Linked DNA regions of Zea mays: region 2 is linked to region 1. The links are chromatin contacts, called in public Hi-C maps. All regions are on one chromosome and are shown on one strand. Each heading gives the region's core, a stretch centred on a gene start, on an enhancer-like site or on the middle of the called end of the contact. The rest is flanking DNA. Distances are from core to core; before and after follow the strand shown.

What was found. A called contact is a pair of places that touch in the nucleus more often than the background predicts.
Region 2: a contact with region 1 is called in a Hi-C map of leaf, with 4 times the contacts expected there. The contact joins the promoter of LOC100284289 here to the promoter of LOC100283159 in region 1. A contact is called at or near these places in 3 of 25 Hi-C or Micro-C datasets (ear, leaf and tassel).

The regions. Positions count from the first base shown.
Region 1 is chr4:219,875,035-219,879,850 of Zm-B73-REFERENCE-NAM-5.0, reverse strand. LOC100283159 reads left to right here and starts at 2,918. Exons shown (of 2, transcript NM_001156061.2): 1 at 2,918-3,782; 2 at 3,893-4,455. The coding sequence starts at 2,985. The coding sequence ends at 4,192.
Region 2 is chr4:220,022,060-220,026,875 of Zm-B73-REFERENCE-NAM-5.0, reverse strand. It overlaps LOC100284289 (serine/threonine-protein kinase WNK4), which reads left to right and starts at 2,954. Exons shown (of 7, transcript NM_001398974.1): 1 at 2,954-3,208; 2 at 3,426-3,463; 3 at 3,655-3,885; 4 at 4,199-4,419; 5 at 4,520-4,677; 6 at 4,790-4,816. The coding sequence starts at 3,104.

The DNA.
Region 1 (4,816 bases), core at 1,669-4,168:
TGTCTTGATTGTAATCGGTTGTAAAGGGTATAAATATAATTTCACATAGGCTGCGCCCTGTGCCTATAAATAGATGAACAGTACCCCCGTACTGTTCACGCTGACTTGTACTCGCTTGTGCATCACACTTGTACTTTTTGTCTTCTGTCAAGCCGAAGGTACAAATGTAATTCAATATTGCTCTCATTCATTCATAATTACATAATAAAAGACATATTATGATTTTATATAATTATTCATGTTATTTCCCATGTTTCATGTGCTTCGTCTTTCATTATTATATACTGTGATTATGAAGGTACGTCCTTCATTAACCTTCGTTCGAAGATCGTTATATCCTTGGGGAAATAATGCTTTGAAGGACGAAGGACATTAACCATTAACCTATTTTTGTGTTGCCTTGTTCTTAATTCATAGCATTTGAGAACAAGTCTCCAACACTGACGATCTTCCAAATCTTCTTTCAGTATTTTGATGGCAAGGTGAAGTACTTTGCCTATGAAACCACACTCTAAAAGTTTTTTAGTACACATGTCCATATTCATTGGACCACTGCAAATATAATATGTTATTTTTCTATCTTCTTGTAGCAACCCAGCAAATTTTTGACCAATGATTGATTTCGTGTTGGAACTACTAGGTGTGTGTGACATCTTCAACCTCTTTATGTTCATTAGTGAAGCAGTTGGGATGACTTGAGAATCTGGGACAACGTCAGGCTCGATACAAGGGAACACCTCTAGCCATGTACTCAAATTATCTGTAAGTTTTTCTTTTCCCTTCTACGTTTTAAAATGACAATTGTAAAAGGCCCAAAGTTGAAAATAAGTTCCAGATTACAATATGGATTCCAGTAGTACCTTATGATCTTGGACTATCTTTTCCATTTGCTCAATTTGACCTATTAATTCATCTTGGGTCATGTTGTTTGCTCATCTACAAGTTTTTAACATTCTAGTACAAAAATGTTAGTAGCTCTCCACGACTCGTCTCCTCCACAAAAAACCTCTGACTATAGAGACCAAGACAGATTTTCCTTTGAATCTCCATCAGTTCACTGCACATAGGAAAAGAAACATACTTCACATAAGAATTTTTCAAAATATGTATGTAATATTGTTGTATAAAAAAGCATTATTAAACTTTGCAGGGGAGCTTCCACACGATTCCGATTGTAGATTGGATCCAACAACTTAAGTCAATTAAAAAGAACAATGTTTGAACTAAAAACTCGAGTCAAATCAATGTAACATTATGGTGGTTACTTGACCCCGATGCATGACAACTAACACAGTCGCCGGAGAGGAGTGACACAATTGGTGGCTCGGGGGTAGGTGTGCGTGGCCGATGTCAGACGGCCGAGTTCGACGCTGGGTGTGGATCCGCATTAAGACAAACAACATGTGGTGCAGCAAGAACCAGAAGAAAAGCATTCCATTTGACATTTTAGTTTCACTGACTAGGCGATTGAAAATGTATGGGATTAAAAGATAATAATAAATGAGATATTTCACTAAATATTTTGTAAGGCACAATATGTACGACATATTGATCTAAAATGAAAGAAGCATTTCACTAAATAACGTGTACAACATATATCCAAAATACAGGTATACGTTATGGACAAATATTATACGAGAATCATAAATACAAACTTGCACAATAATCTAGATCATCAAAATCACTGGCAAATATGGGCTTTACCCTATTGCATAGGTCATGAAAACAACCGACTTTAGAAACCCCACCACATACATATAGACCAACCAGGTCGCATGATCAGGCCAACCTTATTGACGTCCTTCTTACAACTAATTAACAAGTAGAGTGGCTAAGTAACCTTACCACAATCCAAAGTCGTTAGTAATCTTACCAGCAACCCTTTGACGAAGGCGACTGCATAGAGTCCTTGGACGAAGGTGGCTAGTTGCTTGGAGTCCTAGGGTGAAGGCAAGGAAGATCACTATGGGCTATAGAGTGGCGGTGACGCTATGGAGAGGTGAAGCAGGAGGTTCTTTGAAGGCGTGTACACATATAGTGGCATATATAGGGTACATATTAGTATCGGTTCATTCTCCACACTTGTACTAAAACTCAGCTTTTAGTATCGATTTGTGGTTTAAACTAGTATTAAAGGTATTAGTATCTGTTAGTGGATTCAATCGACACTAAAGCCTTAACATTAGTACCGGGTGTAGCCGCCAACAACAGGAGATTTTTGTGTTAAAACCAAAAGAAGAAACCGTTAACATGATTTCCTCCCATTATTTTTTTACCGGTCTCTACGAAACCCGGTACTAAAATTAAGGGATGGAAGCTCTCTTTTTTAGGCTACGTTTCTCATAAAGCTCTCTTTGGCGGGGCGTCTCGCAGCTATTATTTATATTATTATAAATGGATCTAAAGACATCTTTAAATTAGAGCCACATCTTTGAAAAATGTATTTCCAGAAGCTACTAATTTCATTGGAGCCGCTGGTGAGCTCTATAAATGCTGTTGTCAGTTAAGCAAAAAAAAAAAACATGTCCCTGCCCTCTACAGATCTTTTCTATACTAGTGCAAAATTATAATTGGACAGACTAGGGACTAGAAATGAAAACGGGATTCATGGGGGCGGGAAAGAAAATGACTTCACATGCTGAAGTAAGAAACACCTGCTGAGTGTGACATCTTAATCTGATTTTCATGGTATTATTAGCTAGGTGCTGAGATGACACGGATGGGTCACCAGTCGCCATATCTTTCTTGCTCGCCAGCTATGGAAAAGCGCAAAGCGACAGACGCCTTGTCTCAATTCATCAAGTGGTAGATGTTCTGCACTTTTTTGAATACAGAGATGAAGGGAAAAGTACAGTTCTACGGCTGCTGTCAAAACATGAGCCTATATATAGAGATGTAGCTAGCCTACATGCTATATATTCAACGTAGGGTACATTATATAATAATAAGCTAATAGCAGCGCCACGCACCGACACCAATACGCCATGGGTTCCATCATGGAGCAACGCTGCAACAACGATCAGCAGGCGCTGCTCGACGCTCAGCTCGAGCTCTGGCACAGCACGTTCGCGTTCATCAAGTCCATGGCGTTCAAGTCGGCGCTGGAGCTCGGCATCGCCGACGCCATCCACTGCCACGGCGGCACCGCCACGCTCACCCAGATAGCCACCAAGGCCGCGCTCCACCCGTCCAAGACACCGTGCCTGCGCAGGCTCATGCGCGCGCTCACAGTCGCCGGCATCTTCAGCGTCGCCAAGAACTCGTCCGACGATGACGGCGATCAGCACGTCTACGGCCTCACTCCGGCCTCCCGACTTCTTGTCGGCTCGTCACAGAACTTGGCTCCAACACTGAGCCTCATCCTTAACAACGTCTTCGTGGCCCCGTTCCTTGACCTCGGCACGTGGTTCGAGAGCGCGCTGCCGGCCACAGACCTGCCGCTCTTCGAGCTGTCCCACCGGAAGAACGTGTGGGACGTCGTCGGCCACGACCCGTCCGTGAGCCAGCTCTTCAACGCCGGGATGGTCGCGGATACCCGCTTCCTCATGGACATCGCCGTCAGGGAGTGCGGCGACGTGTTTCAGGGGATACGCTCCCTGGTCGACGTTGGCGGCGGCCATGGCGCGGCGGCGCAGGCCATCTCTGCGGCGTTCCCTGCCATACAGTGCACCGTGCTGGACCTTGCACACGTGGTCGCAACCGCTCCCGCTTGCGCTGGGCTCAGCTTCGTTGCTGGCGACATGTTTGAGGCCATTCCGCCAGCGAATGCTGTCTTCCTCAAGGTATATATATATGTCTTCTACTTGTTTGATATGGACATGCATTTCTGTTTTTTAGCCCAAGAGTTGACACTAACCAGGAGTTAACACTGCCTTCTGATTTCTTATTCCAGTGGATCATGCACGACTGGGGTGACACTGAGTGTGTCACGATACTAAAGAACTGCAAGAAAGCTATACCTCCACGAGATGCAGGCGGCAAGGTGATAATAGTAGATACCGTGGTTGGTGCAGGGCCTCCAAACCTTAAGAACAAAGAGACACAGGTCATGTCTGATCTCTTCTTTATGATCGTCAACGGCCTTGAGAGAGATGAGCAGGAATGGAGGAACGTCATCTTTGAAGCTGGTTTCAGTGACTACATAATCATACCAGTTTTAGGTGTTCGATCAATCATCGAGCTATACCCCTGAAATATAATCCAGCTTCCTCAGCCGGCGGCCAGCTCATCACCTACATGTTGAATGCTTTGGCGTGTGGATCTGTGTGTGTGTTTTTTCCTTTAAGAACAGTGTGCATGTGTGTTTAATAAATTGGTATATATAGTTATATACTCACTAAAAGGATGGTTTATGTATGCATGTATGCAAGTGTTCCAACCATTATTATGTCTCCAAAGTGAAGAAGTTGCGTTTTTCAATTTTAAGGAATGAACTCCAGGATTTTCAGAACCATGTATTCAGCTTACTTTCCAGAATTGGTGAGAAATACACATGGACATGGGGATCAACTTTCTATAATTCACCTTTTTAGGGGAGGACAGGAGGGGCCTTAGAGCATCTACAACGGTACCTTAAATCAAAGCTCCATCTTAAAATATAGAGCTCAACTCTAAAATAGTCTCAACAGTGCCCTATTTTACAAATTTTTAAAAAATCTATAGAAAAATGCCATGAAGTGACTTAAATATAATACACTCCATATTAGTGTCATATCCTTGTTTTCTACATCATCCTCAACCTTTATTTCGGTGCAGGCAATCGAGCAAGCTGGATTCCTCCTGTGGGGTTAGGCCTTCCCCGATTAGCATAGAATGA
Region 2 (4,816 bases), core at 1,705-4,204, 150 kb before region 1:
TTATCCACGGTCCGAGATGATCCAAATCCATGTATTAATTGGGTTAATCTAGTCCGAAATCCCTTATGTCCACAACAATGGCAGATTCTGAGGGTCGTCGAGCTTGATCCCAGTGACCCAGCGTGGTAGCGGTTGAAGTGAAAGTGCGATGAGCTTCAGTGACTCACCAGGACTCAGGGACGACGACCGAGAAGGTGGACGAGGGACTAGGACAGTGATTCCACGTGGAGATGGCTCGCAGCGATGTTCACCGACGACGAAGTGATGTTCTTAAAGGGTCACTAAAGTATAGTTCGATTTACCAGGTCAATGAGCAACCAAGAATCAAAGGGATGCCAGAACAAGAACTAGAGAAGTATAAACTCACATGAGAAGATTTGGCCACGACGAGACTCATCACGACGACGCCCATGACCGATTTCAGAGAATTCCAAAATTTGTGAGCTATGGTGGATGGTAGGATGCGGTCGGGGTTGCGTTGGGTTCGTAACAAGGGGGTGGAGCAGGGAGAGTCTTCAATTTAAAGGAATCGGCTCGGCTACTCACGGATTTGAACGAAGTTAGGCTCACAGCGGTGACAAGATGTTTTTACTAAGGCAAGTTCATCGTGGCACGCAATGGAGCAATGTCCTAGGGCAATCATTGGCTACTCTTCATGACTTGCGACGACATGGTAAGATGGCCTATGGCGTGGCGCGATTGAGGTCACTGGCAGCCACGACAGCATCGGCCACTCGGCCACGTCGTAGAGCAAATGAGTGCGGCCGATGAGTTCACGCTAGAGACCATATCCACCTCCCTTCCGATCTTTTTACTTCTAGTAGTTATCCACGCACCATCGGGCATGAATCGTAACACCAGCGTGGATCGCGACGCGGGGATCACTGGCAGCAGGTTCTATGAATCCGAGATCTTTTTAGTTTACTGTACATACTGAATGCCATTTTGAAATCGCCTGACAGCCCGACTTTGGGGGTGTTTTACTCTAATTTCTGTACAACACTAGGTCCAACTCGGTATAAAGAATTTGATCTCCAATGCAAGACCTACAACTTTGCTATAATGATCATAGTCTTTAACCCCATGAATCAGGCACGAATTAGCTCCCAACTTGGAGAAATGTCACTGGTTTCTCAGTTTCAGTGTTACCCTAGTATGACAACACAAGTTGGGAGACGTTTTACACTAAGCTCCAAACAATTTTAGGGCTAGGTTCCTTACACAAATTTGTACTACTATAGTAGCTCTACATCTTTGTTATGGTGACTCATAACAAACTCCTCATAGATCAAGAGATACAGAGGCTTAAAGTTGGCTTGTTGACACTGTTTTCAGAGTTTAAAAAAAACAAGGATGCTCATGGATCTTTTTTGCAATTTACTCCAAGTTTCACCACAAAATATGGAAATCCCCAAACATGAAAGTTGCTTAACTTTTGTTACCCTATCATCTTGATTTATACACTTTTGACTAAAAGTGCATAGAACCTGAAATCACCCTATAGGGCACTATTTAGGGTTCCAGATTAGGGTTTTGAGTGTTCTAGGATACATGTAGCACTTAAGCTCTCCAAGATAATATTTCTTGAGCATTTCTACCAACTTGTCAAGATCATCCTTTAGTACTCATCTTACAAGGCCACATGTTTCTAATTCTTAACGAGAGATATTCTAACCTAGGGTCAAGAATCCCTTTTACCAAGTCAGATCATCACACAAGCATCACATCACATGTTGGTTTTGAAATAGCCTAGTGGATGCATCCTAGGTGTATCATACATAATGTAATACTAATGCATATGATGTCATGCCAAAGTTTTAGTTCTCGTAACACCAGGGGTGTTACAGCTACGGTCTATGATCAATTCCCAGATCGTGAGTTGTTTGGCATGACATGTGTTTGACTCGTGCCTTGTGTCGAGTCGGGTCGACATGTGTCTGCCTAAACGCGTTAAATTTTTTGGTTAGATCGAGTTTTTTGATTTTGGGTCAGATTTTAGATAAAAATTATGGCCTATATTCGACTTATAGATTATTGTGGATCAAAAAATATGGCCCGCGTACACCGTATTGGTGGGATTAGGGCTGGAAAAAAGCTCGAGGCTGGCGAGCCAACTCGAGCTTGGGCCGACTTGGCTCAGTTTGGCTTGAGGCGGCTCGCGAGCCTCAAGCGAGACGATGCAGGTTTTCAAGCTCGTTAGTCCAGTGAGCCAAGACGAGTTGGCTCGCGAACTATGCCAAATTAATCAACGTATTGAATATTAAAAAAATTAGAGATATCTAACTCATTCATTAGCCTTTGATGATGAAAATATAACAATTTATAATCTAGATTATTCATAATAATGAATGATAATTATATTTTTCACATTTATATACTATTAAGTCACTATATATGTAATACTCCCTCCGTCCAAAATATAATTCTTTCTAGTTCATTTTTTTCTGTCCATATTCAATCAAATAAGAATAAATATAGACACACATGTAACCTACATTTATATGTTATTTAACGAATATATGATTAGTTTAAACGAATTATATTTTAAGATAAATAGAGTATTATTTATCAAAGTATAGCTCATGAGCCGAACTTCGTTCTAAAGGTCATTGAATAGACGAGCCAAATTTATTAAGGGTCTGTTTGTTTCGCATGGAATGAAGGTGGAATAAATCTGACTTGGATTTCTTTAATAACTACTATAAGTTTTGGAGATTTGGAATTAATCCTTCCAACAGAAACGAACAGGCCCTAAGTCACCTAGCCACGCCGACTCGAGCCAAGACCAACTCGTTTCCAGCCCTCGTGCGATTCGATAGCCCATCCTCAGGTGTAATTCTCGCCATGTCTCCGGGCCCACATGCAGCCTCACGTGATCCCGTTCCTAAGTTCTAACTACCCGCGGCGCTGTGCCCGTGGAACTTGGAACGAGTATTTACTGTATTTTGAGTCACAACTCACAAGGGTAGTTCAAAGTCCGGAACTCCAGACTCGCGTTCGCACGCCGCCTTTCGCGCTGCGTTAGCGCCTTAGCCTGCTAGGGCTCGTCGATTCATCGCCGGCTCGACTTCTGATCTCGCGGGCAGAGCAGCGCGCCGGCGCGATGGCTTCGGATCCGGATGTGTCCGGCGGCGAGCAGGCGGAGCCGCCCGACGATGTGGACGACCCCGACGTCGACGAGGTCGACCCCACTGGCCGCTACTTCAGGGTATGTGCTGCGCCGCCCAACCGCCGTCCCTTCGCTTCTGCTGCTAATGCCGCCATGTTGATAAGTCTCGTCGGGTTGCCGGGTGGGTTGGCGCTGGGGGCTTTCAGTTTCCTGAATGTTGAATCTTGATTGTATTCTGAGCTTCTGCGTTTATTCGTCTGATTCTGAAAACTATAGATCTTTCCCTGATCTCAGCGGTTTCGTGCGTGCATTGCAGTACAAGGAGGTCGTGGGATCAGGGGCCTTCAAGACAGTGTACCTCCCTTCCCTCTCCTCAGCAGTTTATGCAGTAATTAGTATTACTAGTTTCCTGGATTTCAGGCTGAGTTTTCGAGAAATCATAAAGATTCAACCTTGAATACCAGATTATTTTTGTTTTTTTAAAAATATGACGTGAAAACTTCTTGCTTGTGTTTGTTGATTCACGTGATCGATTTGGTTGGCAGCTACAAAGGTTTCGACGTGGTCGAAGGCATCGAGGTGGCATGGGCTAAAGTGGAGATAACCGGCCGGACCATGGGATCCCCCAAGGAGCTCCAGCGGCTCAAGACGGAGATCCAGCTGCTGCGGTCGCTCCATCACAAGCACATTCTCAAGCTCTACGCCTCATGGGTCGACAACAAGAAGAGGGCGGTCAATATAATCACTGAGCTTTTCACGTCCGGCAACTTGAGAGAGTATGTAAATATAACATAACCCCTCCCTATATGTGCTGCTACGATGGAGTGTGATTGTTTTTATTATTTGTGCCTAGTACCTTATTTTGTGGCAAGGTAAATGTTCAGTTATTTACTAATGGCAAACAAAATCTGAACAACTCTTTCTTTTTTCAAATTTAAAATCTAATGGTAGTTTTAGTTTTCACTTCTCAGGGGACAAAAATAAATACAAAGTTGGTTCTTTTTTCCTTTCCATTCAGAAGGACAGCAGCTGTACAGAAGTAGCTAGCTTCACCATCCCCTTTCATGATCTATGTTATGGTGTGGTTAGGTACCGTACGAAGCACAAGAAAGTTGACATGAAGGCAATGAGGCGATGGGCCAAACAAATACTGACAGGGCTAGCCTATCTGCATAGTCAGAAGCCACCAATCATACACAGGGACTTGAAGTGTGACAACATTTTCATCAATGGGAACCATGGGAAAGTTAAGATTGGAGACTTCGGTTTGGCAATGGTGATGCAGCAGAGGAAAACACAGAGTATACAAGGTACGGTTTTCTACAGGCTACGCTGCCACATATTTCTGAAGCATAGGAGATCTGTGGTGAGCTTGATATGGTTATCGGTAACATGTAACCTGAAACACAGGCACCTTAGAGTTCATGGCACCAGAGCTGTTTGGTGAAAACTACAACGAGTTGGTGGATATATACTCTTTCGGCATGTGCATGCTTGAGATGGTGACTGGTGAGTGCCCTTACAGTGAATGTCAGGGCTTTGTTCAGATATACAAGAAGATATCTGAAGTAAGTGACCTGTCACCTAGATAGTACTTGTCTACTTCAAGAGTTCGCTAAAAAATAACCAGATTGTTCCTTTTTGTTTTATATGAATGGTGCAATAATGGTATAACTGCAGGGTGTAAAACCAGTTGCTCTCTCCAAG